Regions from separate parts of the Mus musculus genome. Here region 2 is linked to region 1. The links are chromatin contacts, called in public HiChIP or PLAC-seq maps. All regions are on one chromosome and are shown on one strand. The core of a region is the stretch at or near the end of the contact, and the rest is flanking DNA. Distances in the headings are between cores, read along the strand shown. Region 1 has its middle 30 kb from the start of 1700023C21Rik. Region 2 holds the start of Abca5 (ATP-binding cassette, sub-family A (ABC1), member 5).

Region 1 (5,910 bases), core at 1,947-4,446:
GCCTGTGTGTGTGTGTGCCTGTGTAAGTGTGTGTGTGTCTGTGTGAGTATGTGTGCATGTGTGTGTGTGCCTGTGTGTGTGTGAGTGTGTGTGTGTGTCTGTATATATGTGTGTCTCTCTGTGAGTGTGTGTGTGCCTGTGTATGTGTGTCTCTATGTGAATGTGTGTGTGCCTGTGTGTAAGTGTGTGTGTGTGTGAGTGTGTGTGTGTCTGTATATATGTATGTCTCTCTGTGAGTGTGTGTGTGCCTGTGTATGTGTGTCTCTATGTGAATGTGTGTGTGCCTGTGTGTAAGTGTGTGTGTCTGTGTATATACATGTGTGTCTCTCTGTGAGTGTGTATATGCCTTTGTGTGTATGTGTGTCTCTGTGTGTATCTGTGCCTGTGTGTGTCTGTGTGAGTGTGTGTGCATGTGTGTGTGTATGTGTGTGAGTGTGTGTGTGTGTGTGTGTGTGTGTGTGCCTGTGTGTGTATGTGTGTCTCTGTGTGAGTGTGTGTGTGCCTGTGTGTGTGTAAGTGTGTGTGTGTGTATATGTGTGTCTCTGTGAGTGTGTGTGTGCCTGTGTATGTGTGACTCAATGTGAATGTGTGTGTACCTGTGTGTGTGTAAGTGTGTGTGTCTGTGTATATGTGTGTCTCTCTGTGAGTGTGTGTGTGTGTGTGCCTGTGTGTGTATAAGTGTGTGTCTATGTATACGTGTGCCTCTCTGTGAGTGTGTCTGTGTGCCTGTGTGCATATGTGTGTGTCTGTGTATACGTGTCTCTCTCTGTGAGTGTGTGTGTATGTGTGTATATGTGTCTCTCTCTGTGAGTGTGTGTGTATATGTGTCTCTCTCTGTGAGTGTGTGTGTGTTTAATTTCCCACAGGTGCACATATCAAACATCATCTGTGGAGAATCTAACAAGATAAAGTTTCCAGAAATACATTTGTGATAATTATTAGAAAGTAAAACAGGATTTGTCCTACTTTGAGACTTCTTATGGAAAAGAAAAATGCATACCATTCCTAGTACCAATTTTTCACGAGACATTGGTTTTTTAGGATCCCTTTAGTCTACCATGCCCCAGACTAGGGTGAAGTACTTTCAGCCACAATTAACCTTTCATGGTGGGATTAAATCACTTTAACCCATGCTTTCTATTGCCTCCTCCGTGGATACAGGCAAATAAAAACGTGTCAATACCATTCTGTGTCTAAAATGGCTCTAACAGCCGATTCCACCAACAGACTAGTTCTAGAAAAGGAGGAAACCTAAACATATGGATGATGCATCTAAGCAATGCAAGAAGAAGCTCAGCTGGTTCCTCGCGTGTTAGACATAGAGCATTAGCAGAAGTCCAACACATGTCGCTGGAACAACAGAAGAAGTGCCAGGACTGGGATCAAGGGAAAAGCGCGTATGTGGCGGAGGAGAACCATTTGCTGAACTCAGAAGCGAAAGCATGTTTTTGTTCTCTTTGTTAACCCAGGACTGTGTGCACACTAGAAAAGAACCCTAGAGCTGAGCTGCACCCCCAGGCTGAAGTGTAGGGTCGGTGACACTGTCCAATGGGAAAAAAGCAACTAGCAGCCAAGGACAAAGACCTCAGTGGGCTCTCCAGCATCCACAGGGTGGAGAGAGACCTCACTCCTGCACACTGTCCTCTGACCTCTTTGTGATCTGGGACACACATGGCCTGCCCCCACAAAATAAATAAAAACTTAACTAAAACATACTATATGAGCACAGATAGGGGGTGAAAGAACAACCGGATAATTTAATGAATAAATGATTAGAGTTTTGCCTCCCATACAAATGAATAATGTAATTTTATTATGTTTATTTATTTTTAAGACTTATTTATTTATGTATTTTATGTATATGAGTACGTTGTTGCTGTCTTCAGACACACCAAATGGGGCATTGGATCCCATTACAGATGGTTGTGAGCCGCCATGTGGTTGCTGGGAATTGAACTCAGGATCTCTGGAAGAGCAGTCACTGCTCTTAACCCCTGAGCCATCTCAGCCTCATTATTTTTTAGTTTTAAAAGCCTACAGGACAATTTTATTAGTATGTAAAACAAAACCACCTAGAACAGGCTCTAAATCTTCAGCTATAAATCTTAGCAACTGCCCGGAGGAGAAAAAGAGAGAAGGGGATGGGGGGGGGGGGAGCTATGCCATTCAAGCTGGCCTGGGGGGTCAGCCCCAGGGTGGACAAGCAGCCCCTTGACGGAAGATAAAGAGGTTAGAAGAGAAAGGAGGAGTCTTTAGGAGAGAAGTGAGCAAAGTGTTAGGGAAGCCCCAGGTGTCAAAGAAAGCATGCTTGCAAAAAGAGGAAGAAGAAAAGGGGAACTCGGGCTTTTCCGTGTACTTCACAAAATCAAGTAGATCTTCAGATCTACATAGATGCAGTTCAATAAAGTTCCTGGGCTAAGGTCAGGGATTCAAAGAAGAAGAGGTACAGTAACTCATTAGAGGATTAATTATTCTGCCTACTTCCTTAGCCTGGATTAAGGATGCCTGCCTGCCTGTGCTGCCCCTCTTCCTAGAGGTGGTCTCTTGAATAGGTGATTGGTCCCATCCAACCAGCATGGTAGGTCTCCAGCCAGGCCAGAGACTGCAGTCTCCTGACCAGAGGAGATTTTCTCTCAGCAGGCCTTTACCGCTATCCTAATATTGACCCTGTGAAGGTGTTAACACTAAAATCACTTGGGAATCAGAGCAGAGCCTCCCAAATACTTGTGTCATCTTTGGCTTCCACCATCTTTGGCTTCCACCAAGGCTGCCAAGAGGCATGAATGAGACCATTTGGGGCTTTTAGCCAGGAGAGAAGCTGGTTTCTTAATCAGCCTAACATGTAGTTTGTTTGTTACCAGTGATGGCAGAACTGGTTTTTGTTGGTGTTGTTTTGTTTGTTCGGTTGGTTGGTTGGTTGGTTGGTTGGTTGGTTGCTTGGTTGCTTGCTTGGTTGCTTGGTTGGTTGGTTGCTTGGTTTTAACAGAACACGGTGCTTTTCATGAGCAGACCCCTTCTTTGTTTCTCACAATTATCTTGTGTAGGAGGAATGAAGGTCTGATTATTCCCATCGGTAGACTGGCTATGTTATCAACTGAACAGCTGCGCCATTCAGGGAACTGGATGAGGCCCCAGGGAAATGATAACAACAAAGTAACTCTGGCCCTCACAGAGTCTAATGGGGAAGGCAGATGTCCAGTGAGTTACAGAAGATTACAACACCGTACAATGAGGCCTACAGACTAGGAAAACAGGACTCCATGGGGGTTAGTGATTTACAAGGGGCAGTAAGGTAGATGATTGACAGCTATAGTTGCATTTGTGCATTCGTATGCACTCATGTACACTTGTACATATGGAGGCCAGAGGTCAATGCCAAGTGTCTCCCTCAGCCACTCTCCACCTTAATGTTCAAGGCAGGGTCTCTCACCAATTCTCCTACATTGGTTGGACTATGGATTCCAGGGATATCTGCCTTGTCTTTGTCTCCCCGGAACTAGGATCACAGCCACAGAGCCTGGCTTCTTGTCTGGGTTGTGGAGATCAAAATCAGATCCTCATGATTCTGAGGCGAGTATTTTACCCATTGAACCATGTCCCCGGGCCTCATCTCTCTAGAGGACAGTTAGAAAGATAGGGCTAGTGATAGGCACGATCTTAGTATGTGATACCTGGAGGGTTCTCGTGAATCAGAAGGTAGAGAGCTTAGACACATTGCTGAGCAGCCGTGGGAGAATGAGCTAGGTGCCTCAGTGAGGTAGATGTACCCAGTGAGGGCTCTGGTGGCCCTTTGTCACACAGAGATGCATGAATAGCAGAGTTGAAGGCATGAACTTCGGGTTAGACCCTTCATGGCAAGCCTCTGGTGACGACCATCACCGATTACTCTTTATGTGCCGAGTTTTCTGATGGCAGGCGACTTAATCTCTCTGAGCACCAAGTCCCTCATTCTCACACAAGGAAACAATAGTACCCTCCTCAGATGCTGGCTGTGGAATTCAGGAGAGGGAGTTATGCAATCTGGTTTGCTTATTGTGTGACCCACAACGTACCCCATCCCTTAGAGGAATGTTGGTTTTCAATGAGGAAGTGTGTACGTACCACATTCGTGAAGTATTATCATTATCAGTACAGCGGAAGAGGCTAGCCCCCTCTCCCCCCCCACCCCGTCTTTCCGAGGCTACCCCGCCCCCCAGAGCCGCACGGAAATGGGATGGCTGTGGTGAGGTTCGGACAGATGTTGTTTCTTGCTGTGGCCAGGGAGATAATGAGAACGACTTCCGTGCCGGGAGAAGGCTTGGACCAAATGTTCTCAAGAGTCCCATCCAACTCTTAAATTCCATGAGAGTAAGAAAAACCAAATGGTTGGATTGTAGCAGTCAGGAAGCTTCTGTCCCTCTGGGGCAGCAGGAAAAGGTCACAGAGCTCCGGCCATGAAATCGGTTCTTTCTAGAGCGCGCTCCTCCTCCCAGCCCCAACCCAGCTTCTTATTTACAGCCACAGAGGAGTCCTTTGTTCATGTACCCTTCCCTATAGGAATCTGGGAACATGTTCTAAAATTCCAGAATGTGCAAAGATTGGGGGGGGGCTTGCCTTATTTGTATCATTCCCCCAAAAAACCTTTTCATAGAAATACTCCCCACCAAGGAATGCAAAGAATTATCATGATATTTAGGATATTAGGATATATAATAAGCATTTTAAAACTGTGTTTTGTAATACTTGGTTCTGTGAGACCCTAGTGCGGGGAAAAAAACCTTGTTTTGTGGAGATGCGTAAATTAGTTTTCAGATTGCGCCATCTTCTGGTCGAATCTGGAAAATATTCTGATGGATTTCTTTCTTTTTTTTATTTTTATTTTTTTTTTTTTTTTGAGACAGGGTTTCTCTGTGTAGACCTGGCTGTCCTGGAACTCACTCTGTAGACCAGGCTGATCTCGAACTCAGAATTCCGCCTGCCTCTGCCTCCCAAGTGCTGGGATTAAAGGTGTAAGTCACCACCGCCCGGCTCTGATGGGCTTCTTATTTTTAGCAGAGCTATGGCATGAATTTGCTCCTGATGAAGGTGGACCAAAAATGTGTCTCCCCAGTATTTGATCCTGGTTTCTTGGGAAGTAGCAGCTTGAACTGCATTCAGATCTAACCAGGGACGGTTCCCTTTAATAATCACTGTGTTTCTTCTGAAGAGCTTCTGCTGGTCTAGCTCAGATATAGGCTCAACCTCTAGGAAGAAGACTCTTGCAAAAGACCCTCAGCTGCCAATGTTACTGGACACATCAGTCATTTTCTTTTAATTGTCTGAACACACTTAAAATGACTCCTGTGACTTGGAGGCAGGGGACAGTGGGAGATGTGAGACCTGAGACCCAGGAACTGAAATCTCTAGTCTACTCATTATAAAGGCAGGTTGATCAAGAATATATGCAAATTGGAAGGTGGAGTGTGGAAAGATGGTGCCGTGGTTAAAAGCACTCGTTGCTCTAGCAGAGAACCTAAGTTCACTTCCTAGTACTCCTATGGTGACTTACAGCCGTCCCTAGTTCCAGATCAAGGGAGTCTAACATCCTCTTCTGACCTCCACAAGCCCCTAGCATTTGTGTAATTCACAGAGACACATAAATGGAAACACTCATACACATAAGATAAATCAACTTTAAGATTTTCAAAAGAACAAATGCAAACGATTCACTTTAGAAGAATTCTCTCATGTGACCTCTCAAGTTGTTGTGAGGTAACTCCGTCAGAGAACACACGGACTCTTAGAGCCAAATAGAAAGTCTTTATAGCCAGCTGGCTGCACAGAAAACATACCCAAGCCATTCAGCCGCAAGCCGTACCTTACCTGAGCCTCTCAGTACAAAACAAACAAACAACAAAACATATTCTGAGGTGACACACTTCCGTTAACAAG
Region 2 (5,917 bases), core at 1,226-3,725, 460 kb before region 1:
AATAAAATAATAATGTGAACTACTATACTATACTACTATACTACACTACACTACACTATACTATACTATACTATACTATACGTATCAGACACAAAGCTGTTACAGTAATGACTTAGTTATTGTTCTCTTGCTGTGAGGAGACACCTTGGAAAAGGTAACTTGGAAAAGGAAGCATGTAATTGGCGTCTTGCTTGCAGTTTTGGAAGGTTAGCCCTTGAGCATCCTGGTGGATCTATGGCAGCAGGCAGCCAGGCATGGCACTGGAGCAGTCGCTGAGAGCTCTCATCTGATCTTCCAGTTACAGGCAGGGAGAGAGAGAGAGAGAGAGAGAGAGAGAGAGAGAGAGAGAGAGAGAGAGAGAGAGAGAACACTGAGCCTATTGTGGGCTTTTGAAACCTCAAAGCCTGTCCCACTGACAAATGTCCTTCAAGAAGGCCCACCTCCCAATCCTTCCCCAAACGGTTCCTCCAGTTGTGAACCAAACATTCAAATATACAATCCCACGGAGGCCATTTTTCATTTGCTGCCCCACCCCAAATGATTTAGTCATCTTAATTTTAGCAAAATGGTCTAGAAAAATCCATTTAAACAAGTCTTTGATGTCTGGCAAGCAAAAGCACGGCCACACGTAGCCATTGTTCATCAGGTTGTAAGTTAATACTCTATGTGGCAAGATTTGGCCTCTTACTCCATGTTAAATATTGGTGAGAACTGTGGCCCACTGTTAATTTCCCATAGCCACCGAGCTTCTTAAGTCTCAAGCTGCAACTCCTATGATCTAGGAACTCCCACATGGTTCATTTGTCTATAAGGTCTATTAATGAGGTGTGGGGATTTCAGTTGCCACCATGACAACCAAGATGTGCTTATTGCTTGTTTCTATTTCCTAGATACAGAAGGGTGGAAGGAAGCATCATTCTCTCTGGCCGCTGTTTTACTATTAAAACCTGGTAGTTGTGGACATTTAGGCAGACATCGTGTGACCAGCCTGATTACAAGATATAAATAGTCTGATAAATAGTTTGCGTAGAGGCAGTAAAATATGTCACAACCTACACATTAATTTGTAGTAATTTTTTTATTTAAAATATTTTTCTCTGTGTTCTATGTTATTCTTACAAGCCTATAATCTTGTTGTCCATTTTATAAGTCGTATGTGTGTGTGTGTGTTGCTGGGGTTTAAAGCCAGGACCTTGTACAATCTAGGCAAGCAGACTATCACTGAACTACAAGTCCACTCCTATAATAGAATTTTAATATTTTCTGTTTCTATGGGTGCAATTTTGTTAAGTGAGTAGGTATTTTTTGTGAAGATAAAAATATTTACATACCTTTCTTGTAGGTGTTTTCTCTCATCAGTAGTATTATTAGCAGTATTTACCATAGTTTATGATTCGCAAGACCTGAAAATTTAAATTGGTATAAGAAAAAGTTCTTAACTTCAGGCTACATATGATGTAGCTGAAGAGATTAGCATGTAAGACAGTGAAAGGGATACTATGGTGCCAAGTGGGGTGTTTGAGAGGAAAGATATCATTGTGTCAGGCTCTATGATAGTGTACACACACATGCAGGCAAAACGTCCACATCTATAATAAAGCAGAACACATTCTATAGACTTAGTTTTCAATTTGAGAACTACACACACATACACAAAATATGTATGAATGTTCACATTCACAGAGCTGAAGATGTTTTCGAAAGTAACTGTAACACATAGCACTGGGGACTGCACACACCAGACACATTCAGTATCAAGCCAGCAAAAATTCCAGCATGAATAGTGTGTGTGTGTGTGTGTGTGTGTGTGTGTTATGAATTGGCAGTTTGTGGCTTCTGGATAAGAAAGGATCAGTCTTCCTCAGGGATGTGTAATTTTGGTATTGTGAACTTTACTTTGCAATACCTTTGGCCCTTGTTTCGATCACTTTGGGTAACGACATTCCAAACATCAGTTTGCATTTTAAGTAAAAATTAAGCGTGGTATATAGTCTTTGCCAGAAGTCAACACTTGCAGATTTTCGGAGGATGTTTGAAGGAACCGGTAGGATGTTCAAGGTGGTAGTCTGAGGTTGGAGAGGAGAAGGCAGTCTTTACAGAAACGAGGAGGGAGGACGCTGCAGCAAGAGGGAGGAGTGTCAGACTTTTATCAACTCTTTAAATACAAGGGAACAGAGGCAGATGGGAGGGTGGAGAACCAAGGCCGTCCTTCTTGAGGCGACAGAAGTCTCCTCAAACCCATCGAGCCTCGGTGGAGGGTGCGGCGAGCTCCCCAGGAGGTTCTGAGCACCTGAGCTAGAGTCGGCAGGTCCAACCAAGTACTCTGCGACTCGTTCGCCGCGCTCACCTCCGCCGGAGCCCCGCCCCCAGTAGCCCCGCCCCCAAGCGCGCTCCCGTCTCGAGCTCCAGGAGCACGCGCATTACGCACGCCCCGCCCTCAGGTGCATTCAGGGGCGGGCAGGGGGCGTGTCTCCGGCGGCGCGCGCGGCTCTCTCGGCGTAGCGGGGCGGCGGGCACGCGCGCGCTCGGCCTCGCGGACCGCGTCTCCGCGCAGAATTTCCGAGCTCCGTCACTTACCGCGGTCGCGGTCGCCGCAGGTAAGCTCGCGGCTTGGGCCTGACAGCGCTGCGGCTGCGACGCCGGGGTGAGGAGACGCCGAGGCCCGCGGCGCTCGAGGTCGCTCGCCATTCGTGTCTGCGGAGAGAGGTGACGCGGCGGCGGGGACGGGGCATGGACCGTGGAGATGGCCGAGCAGCTAGGGAATGAGGAGAGGGGAGGGTGTGGCGGGCCGCGGGGAGCCGGAGGATGCTGGCGGGTGGCGGGCGCTGACAGGGATCCCTGGGCTAGCGACATCCTCAGAACTTCTAGAGAGGCAGAAGGAAAAGAAAGGACAAACCGAAATTAAATAAAAGCCCAAACCAAACCGAAGTCAGTTTTCCCCCTGAGGGCTCAGGAGCATCGCCCTACTTGGGGCGCAGATCGGGTAGCGGATCATGTGTGACCAGAGGACTCGGGGTGAGAGGAAAAGCCGCAGAGCTCGTGACACGGTTTTGGGGTTGAAAATAATCTGAATTCCCCAAACATAGCTAACGAAGATTCCCAGGCGCGGAAAGGTTTCAGGGAGGAGGAGAAAGCGAGGTCCATGGGGGACAGCGGCCTCTGGGGCAGTCGGAGTTGAGGATTTTCGCCCCAGCTCTCTAAAAGCTTCGCTTTACGTTTTCAAAGAATCAAGTCTGAGGACAAAAATTAAGGACATTCTGGAGCCCCAGATGAGGTTAGATCCTGGCTCAGAGCCAGGGTCAGTATTACTTCATCTTGACAGCTGCTCTGAGGTTGGAGATGGTACTCTGTGTGGGAAATATGGGTCTTAAAGAGGTTAAATAACTTTATTAAGGTCCCAGCTGGGGAAAAAAATGAGGTACTGAGATTCTCCCTCTGAGATTCCAGACTCTCTAATCCTGGTGCTTTCCTCACTCTATTTTATGTTTGCCCAGAGAGCATTTTTATGTCTCGTCAGAGAAGACTCAATAGATAAGAACATTATGAGAACACTTTGTGTGTGTTTATCCTGAAAGCAGATTTAAGAGACAGTGATCTTTGAATGTGGGTCATTTAGGCAGATGTGTCCTTGATAATGCAAAACTTCAAATTCTATTAAACATAGGGAACTCTTAAATTTTGCATAAATTTATTAATATGTTCGTTACATGCCAGGTAATCATTTTGTTCCTAAAGTTCCTAGATGAATATAGTATGTAATGTCTGCCATTGAGTTTAATTGAAAGAGTAATTATATAAAAGCAACTCATACTAATATAAATTGTAGTCCTCATTAGTGTGTAGATTACACTGGAAATAGTTTTAAGTGCAAACTTAAAACTTTTATACAGTGCAAACTTTATACTTTTATAAACATTATATATAAAGAAAACTATTAGCTGACTTGCCATATGGGTACTGTTACATCGTTTTCCTCCAGCAAGGCGTTCTGTCATAAAACTTAGGTCAAACTTTACTGGCATTAGTATCTTGCTTTATGTCACTACTTTTGGTAAATTTTAAAAGATCAGCGAAGAAAGCGTTTATGATGCCTTCTGTTAAATTTAAAGGTTTATTATACCCATTATGAAGCCAGTAAAATAGCTGGATAGGTTTCTCTTTCAGTGCATTGCTAGACAGATTAGCAGCTCTTTTCAAAAAATTAAATCTTAATTTAAAAGTATAGTTAAACTGGATGGCATTTACGTTTCTGTGGTTTAGAGTTCTCGGGGGAATGGCAGCCATGCACGTTGTTTAACATGTAAATTATTGGAGGCCCAGATGTCAGCGAGTGGTTGGAGTGGTGGAGCCGTTTCTTTGGATTGTTTCTGTTTTCTCACTGAAGTAGGAATCCAGATTGCAGTTTGTAGGTGATGGTGGAGATGGAGATGGAGGGGTTTTGAGGATTGAGGCAGTCAGTGGACTTCTAAAGTGTGAAGCATCTCCCTTGGGTGTAGAGGTACAGAGGAGGAGTGGGGTGCCACTTGGGGTGTTCCATATCGCATACAAGGCATTCCACACTCTGTTGTCAGTTTCGTCTGTACATTGCTGCCCAGGGCGTACACCCGTGCTCTGCCACATTCCAGGGTGGCATCTGCCTCCACCGGGTTGTGGATAGCTCTCTTCTTCATTTTACATAGATCTTGTCTTTTGGGAATTCAGCATCTCCATAGTTTTCTCTCTGCTTAGAAATTCTTTCCTAACTCTTTCCCTCAACTGGAATTACACTATTACATTTAATTTGATTTACATTAAGTTAGTGATAGGAGGATCCTTTTTTTTTTTTTTTTTCTGGTTCGCGCAGACATTCTTTAGAACGTGTTAGAAAAGTGACCTAGCGTTTCCACTTGTGTCCCTCTCCTACAACTGATGAAAGGAGTTAGTGAATCTTTTTGGATGAAGAGTAAGGAAGTAAGTCACCTAGGCTTTGAAGACTGAGTAGATTCTGTCTCTGCTTAAATTTGCCCTCATAGCACCAAGTGGTCCCAGACAACACAGGTATGAAGCAGCACGGGTGTGTTCCAACACAACGTCATACGATGTAAGGAGACCCGAGGTTTGAACTTTATATTTTCACCTGTCATAGTTATTGCTATTTGTTTTTTTTCCCCCCAACACTTAAAAACATGTGGATATTTGCTAGGAGGGTGGATATCTGGGAGTTGGCAGCCATCAGGAGCTTCACAGTGAAACCTGGACTCATTCTCCCTCCCCCATCCCACCCCCACACGTTGCTAACTCGCGGAAGATGTAGAGCAAGGCGTGGGCCGGATATGGACACCACTACCTCTTCCATCTTAGCTTTCAGACTCTTAATCTGTAAGGACTCTCAGAAAGAGGCTTGAGAAAGGAAACTGTATTAAGATAATTACCATTGGTGGTGTCAGAGAAACAAACAGAAATAAGGCACTTAGTTTTCATTAAGGATCTTACCGGTTAGGGTCAACATGAAGACATAAAAATGATAATACACTGTGTTCACTAATTACAGTTAGATGTTCTTAGAATAAAGGGGAATAAAGCAGTGGTAATTAGCTTTGCTTGAGTTGGCCAGAAATGACCTCAGTCATCTTTTGGAAACGCAGAACATATTTTCAGTTGAGAGCCTTTGCAAGAATCTCAAACGTGCTAAGAAGATCATTGACCATATCAGATCAGTAAAGAGCTCTGAATGTAAAGATTGCTCAGCTTTTTAAAAAATATAATATGATATTACTTCATACCTCATAGAAGTGAAACATGGATTTCAAAATGGGCTCTACATAATACATTTTAGTTTCCAGGTGAATTTTCCTCTTACAAAATAAAATGGCATTGTTTATTCCAAAATATTTGATACATTGTTGCCAAAAATGCTCTACAGAGGTAGTGGTAATTT

What was found. HiChIP or PLAC-seq counts read pairs in DNA pulled down with a chosen protein or histone mark.
Region 2: a contact with region 1 is called in an H3K4me3 HiChIP or PLAC-seq map of stem cell-derived neural progenitor cells, with 19 read pairs. The contact joins the promoter of Abca5 here to the enhancer-like site in region 1. A contact is called at or near these places in 2 of 39 promoter capture datasets (the 3T3-L1 cell line and pre-B cells), 2 of 15 datasets of contacts at CTCF or cohesin (both in the NIH/3T3 cell line), 1 of 484 Hi-C or Micro-C datasets (embryonic stem cells), 5 of 115 datasets of contacts at active chromatin or transcription factors (astrocytes, embryonic forebrain, embryonic limb bud and 2 more) and 2 of 9 other capture datasets (liver and macrophages).

What each region holds. Positions count from the first base shown.
Region 1 is chr11:109,872,442-109,878,351 of GRCm38.p6, reverse strand. No RefSeq gene overlaps it. Among named protein-coding and RNA genes, the nearest start is that of 1700023C21Rik, 30 kb to the right of the region's middle. Within about 2 kb of position 3,196, at least 50 of the 459 cell types and tissues checked have an H3K27ac peak or open chromatin away from gene starts, as enhancers often do.
Region 2 is chr11:110,334,274-110,340,190 of GRCm38.p6, reverse strand. Abca5 (ATP-binding cassette, sub-family A (ABC1), member 5) reads left to right here and starts at 2,475. Exons shown (of 39, transcript NM_147219.2): 1 at 2,475-2,706. It overlaps Gm39445 (a long non-coding RNA gene), which reads right to left and starts at 2,353. Exons shown (of 3, transcript XR_880289.1): 1 at 1,907-2,353; 2 at 1,332-1,403; 3 at 186-286.